Linked DNA regions of Macaca mulatta: region 1 is linked to region 2. Evidence: chromatin contacts called from public Hi-C data. All regions are on one chromosome and are shown on one strand. Each heading gives the region's core, a stretch centred on a gene start, on an enhancer-like site or on the middle of the called end of the contact. The rest is flanking DNA. Distances are from core to core; before and after follow the strand shown. Region 1 holds the start of UPK2 (uroplakin 2). Region 2 holds the start of DDX6 (DEAD-box helicase 6).

The links. A called contact is a pair of places that touch in the nucleus more often than the background predicts.
Region 1: a Hi-C map of fetal cortex germinal zone shows a contact between it and region 2, with 2.0 times the contacts expected there. The contact joins the promoter of UPK2 here to the promoter of DDX6 in region 2. A contact is called at or near these places in 2 of 14 Hi-C or Micro-C datasets (fetal cortex germinal zone and fetal cortical plate).

The regions. Positions count from the first base shown.
Region 1 is chr14:119,641,368-119,645,435 of T2T-MMU8v2.0, reverse strand. It overlaps UPK2 (uroplakin 2), which reads right to left and starts at 2,428. Exons shown (of 5, transcript XM_001095616.5): 1 at 1,475-2,428; 2 at 883-1,014; 3 at 568-706; 4 at 243-313. The coding sequence starts at 1,550.
Region 2 is chr14:119,471,226-119,475,202 of T2T-MMU8v2.0, reverse strand. It overlaps DDX6 (DEAD-box helicase 6), which reads left to right and starts at 1,732. Exons shown (of 14, transcript XM_015115880.3): 1 at 1,732-1,798.

The DNA of each region.
Region 1 (4,068 bases), core at 1,179-3,678, 170 kb before region 2:
TTATGAAGCATCTCCTACGTCAGCTGCTGAGGAAAGGTTAAGAACACAGTCCCTGCCCACAAGGAACCTTTAGCTGAGTGTGCAGTAGCCATGCCAAAGGCTCTGTGCTAGGATAAAGGTAAGCAGGGGCCCTGAGGGCGCACGGGGAGGCACAGGCAACCCAGACTGGGGATGAGGCAGAAATGGCCAGGGAAACTTTTGTGGCCGCTGAGATGGGAAAGGAAGGTAGGAGTGTTACTTACGAGGGAGTGTGGACATTGGGATCTCTCTGCTAGACTCAGTGGCTGTTCCCTTCTTCACTAGGTAGGAAATGCTTTTGTGGTGGGTTTGGGAGAGAGTGGAGAACCCTCAGTGAGTATCTGGGACTTACAGGAAGAGGGACTCCAGCCTGGGCCATCTGCCCTCACAGCTGTGTCTCCCCAGTTTGCATTCCTCCACTAGAGGCCCAGCTTTCACCCCCTTTTGCTGTGCCCTCACTCTCTCCCCATGCCCACCAGATCTCCCCCACACTAGCTTCTCTTCCTGCAACCCCTTCCCTAGGTGCCCCAGGCTGGACCCGGTACCTACTAGTATTTTGTTCCTGGCACGAGGTTTGTCACCTGGTATGCACTGAGCCGAGTGACTGTGAAGCCAGCACCACTGTCCACCACACTCACCAGTTCCCTGCGCCCACGGCACGGAGGCACCACAAAACTGGACTTTACCACTGGGCAGAAGTGGGGGGAGGAGAAGGCTGGGTCAAGGTTCTCCTTGGAGGCCCCAAGGAGAAGGGGCAGCTTTTAGAGTACGGGTGCCCCAGGAGAGGGGTGGACAGGAAGGCATGAATGGGGAAAGGGGCACAGGGGGTGTCGCAGGAAGGGGTGGCAGGAAGGGGTAGCAGACCTTTGCTGTCATTGGCTCTCCGGACTGTCAGTGTGGCATTGCCTCCTGTGAGGTGACAGGGGGGCAAGGCAACCAGCAGGCTCTCCGTTAGTGCCGGGGACAGCAGACCAGAGAGGCTTGAGATGTTGAAGTCTGATGGGAGGCAGGAGGGAGCTCCAATGGGGATTGGCCCCCTCCTGGCCAACAGATCTGGCCCTGTCCCATTGGAGTCATCTCCCTTTCCACTCTGTGAACCCTGGGCAGAACAGCCAGGCCTGTGCCGGTATGACCACCAGGTGGCAGGCTTGGGCTGCAGAAGCTGCACCCTCCACAAAGCGGTCCCCAGAGCCAGATCCTGGATGCCAGGAGCCGGGCAGCGCCCAACCTCACCCCTACCTGCAGCCTTGGGGGATCCTTGCCCACACGTCTCTGCCTCCTAGGTCTGGAGGAGGATCAAGAGTGTACCCTGAGCCCAGTGTCTGATACCCAGTCACTGCCATCACCAGCTCTGACTCCCAACTGTCCAGACCTCTCTTTGAGAGCCCTGGAAGGTACAGTGCTCCCTGTCCAGGCCCCCAGCCCCCTTCCCACCCCTGCCAGAGATGGAAGAGACCTGCAGTCCCTGGGGACAGCACAGCCAGCAGAATCAGGATCAAGGGCAAGGTCTGGATGGGCAGCAGGGGTGCCATGCTGGGCTGGGAGGTAGAACAGGTGCTGGCAGGCTGGGGTTCCTGAGGCAAGTGAGGCCCTGCCCCTGGGATGGCTGATTTTGTCCTGGGGGTGGGAGGGGCCGGAGGGGAATCCAGTCCAACCTGCCCCTTGGGCCCTATGGCCTCAAAGGGGTAGGGGGAGCAGACAGGTTTTTCAGGATGGGGAGCTGGCCCTCAGGCCAGGAAGGGGGACGCCCTGGCTGGATCCTGGTGGCGTAGCCAGCTGCCGAGAGCTGGGTAACTAAGGTGGGGAAAGAAATCACCCCTTCTTCTGGGACTCCCGTGCGTAAGGCAGTGTTCCTGTGTGCACAGGCATCTGGAGCCTGTCCTGTCCCTGGGGGACTGCTCCCCCAGTGTGGTGGGTGTCTTTCCCCACCCCTCAGAAGGGTGATGAGTTTGGAAGTTGCCCCAGTATGTAGGAAGAGAATACTCCAAGGGGCTACTGAAAGGGCCTTGAGTGGGCAAAAATGGGAGAGAAACATTCTGGTGGGGAGGGGCAGCAGACCAAGGGTTTTAATTATTGGAGTGCACTGAGGCTCAGGTACTGCTGCTCTGGGAGAGGCAGGGGCTGTGGGGGCCAGGGAGCACATGCGGTTTCAGATTCCTCTGGAGGGTGGGGACGAAGGTGGCCATAGAAGACTTCTGGAGAGACCAGAGAGACAGATGTTGACCCGGCCAGCAGGGGTAGGGGGTGTGCACAGTCAGCCTTGGGCAGCAACCATTTGTTGAACTGAGAATGAAGGAAAGAGACCTCGTAAGAGAACAGGAAAAAGAGAGAGAACTTTCTGACTGCCTCCTCCAGCCCTGGGCTACGTCAGAGAGAAGCAGAGGAGTTCTGAGCAGAGGGAGAGGAGAGGAGTCAGGACTTCTTCTGGGCCCTGGGCAGGGGTTCTGTGTGCTCCGTTGTAGGCCTACAGCCATCCTGGGTGGTAGATGGTATTGACTTCCTTTTGTAGAAGTAGAACTGAGGCCAGGCACGGTGGCTCATGCCTGTAATCCCAACACTTTGGGAGGCCAAGGTGGGAGGATCACTCGAGGCCAGGAGCTCAAGACCAGCCTAGGCAACACAGAGAGACTGATCTCTATTAAAATAAAAAAGAGATCGGCCAGGCATGGTGGCTTATGCCTGTAATCCCAGCAGTTTGGGAGGCTGAGGTGGGCGGATCACCTGAGGTCAGGAGTTTGAGATCAGCCTGGCCAATATGGCGAAACCTCATCTCTACTAAAAATACAAAAACTAGCCTGGCGTGGTGGCGTGCGCCTGTAATCCCAGCTACTCAGGAGGCTGAGGCAGGAGAATCGCTTGAACCTGGGAGGTGGAGGTTGCAGTGAGCCGAGATTGTGCCACTGCGCTCCAGGCTGGGCAACTGAGTGAAACTCTGTCTCAGAAAATTGAGAGAGAGAGAGAAGTGGAAACTGAGACTCAGACACATAGAGTTACTTGTGGAAAGTGGAATACCTTGTCGGGAGAAGCTGTAGAACTTCCAGAAGCCTGAGAGCTGTACAGAGACTGTTGCTGTATAACCGTTTGCTCTATGAACTATTCTATCTTCCTCAGTCCCAGGGAAGGTTGGGGTCCTGGTAGGAATGTGAGGGAGGTTGTGTCCTTACCGCCAAGGTGGGAAGGGTAGGCTCAAAGTTTGGGGTGAGTGGAGAATGACAGTAAAGGAAGAACTCATGGGCCTAAGCAGAGAGTAGGAGGGTCTTAAGCCAGGGCTTCTCCAAATTTAATGTGTATATGAATTACCAGGGATCTTGTTAGGATGCAGCTTATCATGCAGTCATGTGATGGGTCTGGGGTGAAGCCTGAAATTCTGCATTTTTTTTTTTTTTTTTGAGACAGAGTCTCACTGTGTTGTCCAGGCTGGAGTGCAGTGGCGTGGTCTCAGCTCACTGCAACCTCCGCCTCCAGGGTTCAAACGATTCTTCTGCCTTAGCCTTCCGAGTAACTGGGATTATAGTCATGCACCACCACTCCCGGCTAATTTTGAATTTTTAGTAGAGACAGGGTTTCTCCATGTTGGTCAGGCTGATCTCAAACTCTTGACCTCAGATGATCCGCCCGCCTTGGCCAAGTGCTGGGATTACAGGCGTGAGCCACCGCGCCTGGCTGCATTTCTTTTCTTTTCTTTCTTTCCTTTTTTTTTTTTTTTTTTTGGAGACAGAATCTCTGTCATCCAAGCTGGAGTGCAGTGGTGCGATCTCAGCTCACTACAACCTCATCCTCCGGAGTAGCTGGGATTACAGGCGCCTGCCACCACACCTGGCTAATTTTTTTTTTAGACGAATTTCACTCTTGTTGCCTACGCTAGAGTGCAATGGTGCAATCTTGGCTCACTGTGACCTCCGCCTCCCAAGTTCAAACGATTCTCCTGCCTCAGCCTCCCGAGTAGCTGGGATTACAGGCTTGCGCCACCACGCCCAGCTAATTTTGTATTTTTAGTAGAGATGGGGTTTCTCCATGTTGGTCAGGCTGGTCTCGAACTCCTGACTTCAG
Region 2 (3,977 bases), core at 483-2,982:
GGCTTCTTATGTGATTGGTGTGAGGAGCACATTTGGCTTTCTCTGATTGGCCCAGAGCTGGAAGCAGGGGCAAGAAATAGGGAAGCGGCCAGCTAAAGATCAAGTCCTGACCATTCTGGGCAGATTACTGCAGAGGTCATGGGTAGGAGGTCATGGATAGGTTTGGCCATTCTTTGTATACTCAAGTCTCTCAATTGGGCGAGACCCAGATATTGTTTCGCTTGACCTAGTTAGCTTTTAACTCCAAAGTTTTGTTTAACTTGGAAGAAGACAGCAGTTCTATTATTTCTGTCAAGGATAAACAGAGACATTGGGATCTGAAAAGTAATTATGGAAAGATAAATAAATATCTTTATAGTGAGGGTCAGCCAGGAGGAATCACCCTCTGCCTTCAGGTTCTCCATTTCCTTACTGAATTCCTACTTCCATTATAACGGACGATTCAGTAGCTTCCCTCCCTTTGGGGGAGGGCCCGGCCTCCTCCGCTCCCACTTTCTTGAGTTCTTGAGTCTTGCCCTTCGACGGCAGGAGAAGAGGGTTGCGCCCTATCAACTCCTCACTTTACAGTCCAGCTTCTCCCCCCACCACTCCGGTGAGCTACCCCTGCTCCATGCGTTCCGGAGTAATCCCCCTCAGTCGCACTCTCACAGCCCGGCCCCTGCCCCCACCTCATCCCCAGCTGTGCCTTCACCTCCCGGTTCCTCCCCAACAGGTCCCCCAAGATACGCCCTCACAGTCCGGTCCCCCGCCGTCCTCTCCCGGCGCACGCTCAAGCCCGGTGCCTTCCCCCCGCGGCCCCCCGAGGCGCACCCTCAAGCTCGGTGCCTTTGCCCCACCCGGCCCCACAGGGGCGCCCTCAAGCCTAGTACACTTCACATGAGAGCCCCTGGGGCGCACCCTCAAGCTCGGTGTACCCCCCCATACAACCCGCAGGCGCGCCCTCTTGCCTGGAGCCTTCCCCCGCCCAGGCACACCCTCAAGCCCGGTGCCTGCCCCCACCCCCAACCAGCCCCCCAGGCGCACTTTCAAGCCCGGAGCCTTCCCCTAGCCAGGCGCGCCCTACTGGCCCGCCCTGCCCCTCCGCGAAGCGCCCCCCGCGCGCTCCCTGGAGTCCTCCCTCCTGCCTGTCGCGGCCTCCAGGCCCGGTCGGCCCCCCTTCCGGCCCCCACACTCAGACGCGTGCCCCGCGTCTCCGGGCCGCTAGTCCCGCGCCTTCCTGGATGGACGCGGCCCCTTACGCCCGGCATCAGCCTCCCCGGCTAGCACGAGAAGTCAGGTCAGCTTCCTGTCCCCAAGCAGCTGCCCGGGGGCCAGTTTTCAAAACATAGCCTTAGACATGTAATAAAGAGATGCTCCTCTGGTCTCAACTCCCTATTTTTACTTTGGAGGGGCGAAGGCAGGGCTACCCTTGCCAGCCACCATTCCCCAATCACTTCGCAGCTGTGGAAAAGCAGCCGTCCTGTCCCTTCAGAAAGGAACTCATATTTCCCCCTCGAACTTTTCTCGTCGGTGTGAGAGAAGGGCCCTCCATTTTCTCCTCAGGAGGCTTTTGCGGCCCGGCTTCCTCTCACCACCAGGCCGGGAAGGCAGTGACGCCGCGGCGGATGTAGCCGCGGCGGCCGAGGTTTCGCCATCTTGAGTGGAGGAGGAGCCGCGGTCGCCGCCATGCGGAGAGGCAGGGAAAGAGGGAGGAGGCGGCGGGCAGGCGAACGGGCGAGCGAGGGAGGGGACAGAGGAGCCGAGTTAGCTCAGCCCGGCGGCGACTTCGGCGGCGCCACGAGAGCGGGCAGCGGAGGAGGTAGGGCTGGACGGCCGGGGGAGCCGGCGGCGCGGGCGGCTGGGCTGCGCGCCCCTCGGAGCCGGGTGGGGGCGGGGGCGGGAGGAGGCCGTAGCGAGGGGGCCGAGTGGGGGCGGGCGGAGGTTTCCGAGGAGGAAGGAGCGGCCGCCATTTTGGGAGCTTCGAGTCAACAATAAAGGACCGAGGGTGCCGAGCGGGAGTGGCCTCCTTGGTAGGACACGGGCCCGAGCCGCGAGGCCTGGGGTGAGGTGGTGGGGTCGAGGTCAGCGGCGCTGTGGGGGCTGCGGGGAGTCTCCCGGGCCGGCTCTGGGGGACTCTCTTGGGCGGAGGCCTAAGGCCTGGCCGGGCCTGGGGAGGAAGGCGGGCGGCAGCTGTGTGGGGTGGGGGCGCCTGAGAGGAGGCGAATATAGGAATGTGGTGCGCGGCAGGGTCGGCAGGAGGAGCAGGCTAAGTACTCGGAGGAGCTTTATCGAAGATGAGGGAATATGAGGCCGAAGGGGGCGGCAAGGACTTAGGGGGATGATGGTGGAGGTTATAGGGTACGAGGCGGCCCTATAGGGGGCGGCAGGGACATGCTGTATTGGAAGGCTCGGTTTAGAAGCGAACTGACCGCTGCTTGATTGCGGTAGGCCTTGCAGGTCAATAACAAGAGGGTGTATATGGAGCCCCAGACTCTTGGAGGAAAGGAGGGGGATTTCTGGGTTGGGGGGTCCCTTTGGGGCCTTCTTGGGGGAGTCCCTATTGTTTGCTACTGATGGAGCTGGTTGCCGGTTCATATTGCGCAGATAGGATTGCAGAGCCCAACCTTTTGTGTTTATGGTCAGAGGGAGCTGACTTGACGTGTGTGTGTTTGGGGCGAGGGGCAGCAGGGGGGAGGGCAAGAAATTTCCCTACAATTGTGGGGCTCCAGTCATTGACTTGTCTCTTTCCCTTATCTCTTTCTTTTCCCTTCCACAGCCCCCCTTTCCCTTCAGAATAAAACCCAGTCACTCCAACTTGCAGGCAAAGCTTAGAAAAACTGCGCTGCATTTGCAAACAAAAGCTCTTGTTGGCGATGACGATACTGTTTTGGGTGTGAAACTGTCAATTGCTAACTATGATCTGAGAAGTGCTGTAATTAACTCCGCTAGGGGCTCCTCCCAACTAGTCTACGTTTCTAGTCTGTTTCTCGTTTTTTTGTGTTTTGTTTTGTTTTGAAAATGGAGAAAGATAACTTGAAAATATAAATTGGGAAGGAATAGGAGGAATATTTCCTTCTCTGAGACAAAGCTGCAGTGCAGGTTTCAGTTTAAGGGAGCAGTTATCACATAGTCTCATTTTGGATTTAAGGATATAGGTCTTACTGTGCATGATGGACAGTAATGATGATATCGTTCGGTCTTTAGAGGTTGCCCTTTTCATCCTCTTAGTGCTCTGCAAACAGCTAAGTCTCTGTGTGAACTGCGTGATGTCGCTGATCATAATATAAACCCGTCAATACAGGAAAGTAGCTGTTAACCATATCTGCTTAAGATGTCAGAAGGACTTTAAAGTAAACAACTTTGTGTATGTGATAATCAGGATTTGCTTGTGAGCAACTTGTTCTTTTTTTTTTTTTTTTTAAGGAAGGCATAATCAAGGAGCATTTTCTCATAAATTTTGAGATCTGTTGACTTTAAAATTTTGAGTTTCACATGCCTTGGTGTATGGCAGAAAGAATCAGCACTCGTAAGCTGTGTATTTTATGTAAGAAATGTGACGGGGTTGCTGGGTGCGGTGGCTCACGCATGTAATCCCAGCACCTTGGAGGCCAACCAAGGCAGGCGGATCAGCTGAGGTCAGGAGTTCGATACTAGCCTGGCCAACATGGCAAAACCCCGTCTCTCCTAAATATACAAAAAATTTAGCTGCGCGTGGTGGCGGGCGCCTGTAATCCCAGCTACTCTGGAAGCTGAGACAGGAGAATCGCTTGAACGCAGTAGGCGGCGGTTGCAGTGAGCCGAGATAGTGCCACTGCACTCCAACCTGCGTGACAGAGCGAGACTCCGCCTCAAAAACAAAAACAAAAAAGCCATGTAACGGGGTTAAATCAAAAGCCAACAGAGTAGGGCTTTGTTTTCGGGTCTTTGTATGTTTTTATTAACTACAATTAAGATTTCAGCCGGGCACGGTGGCTCTCGCCTGTAATCCTAGCACTTTG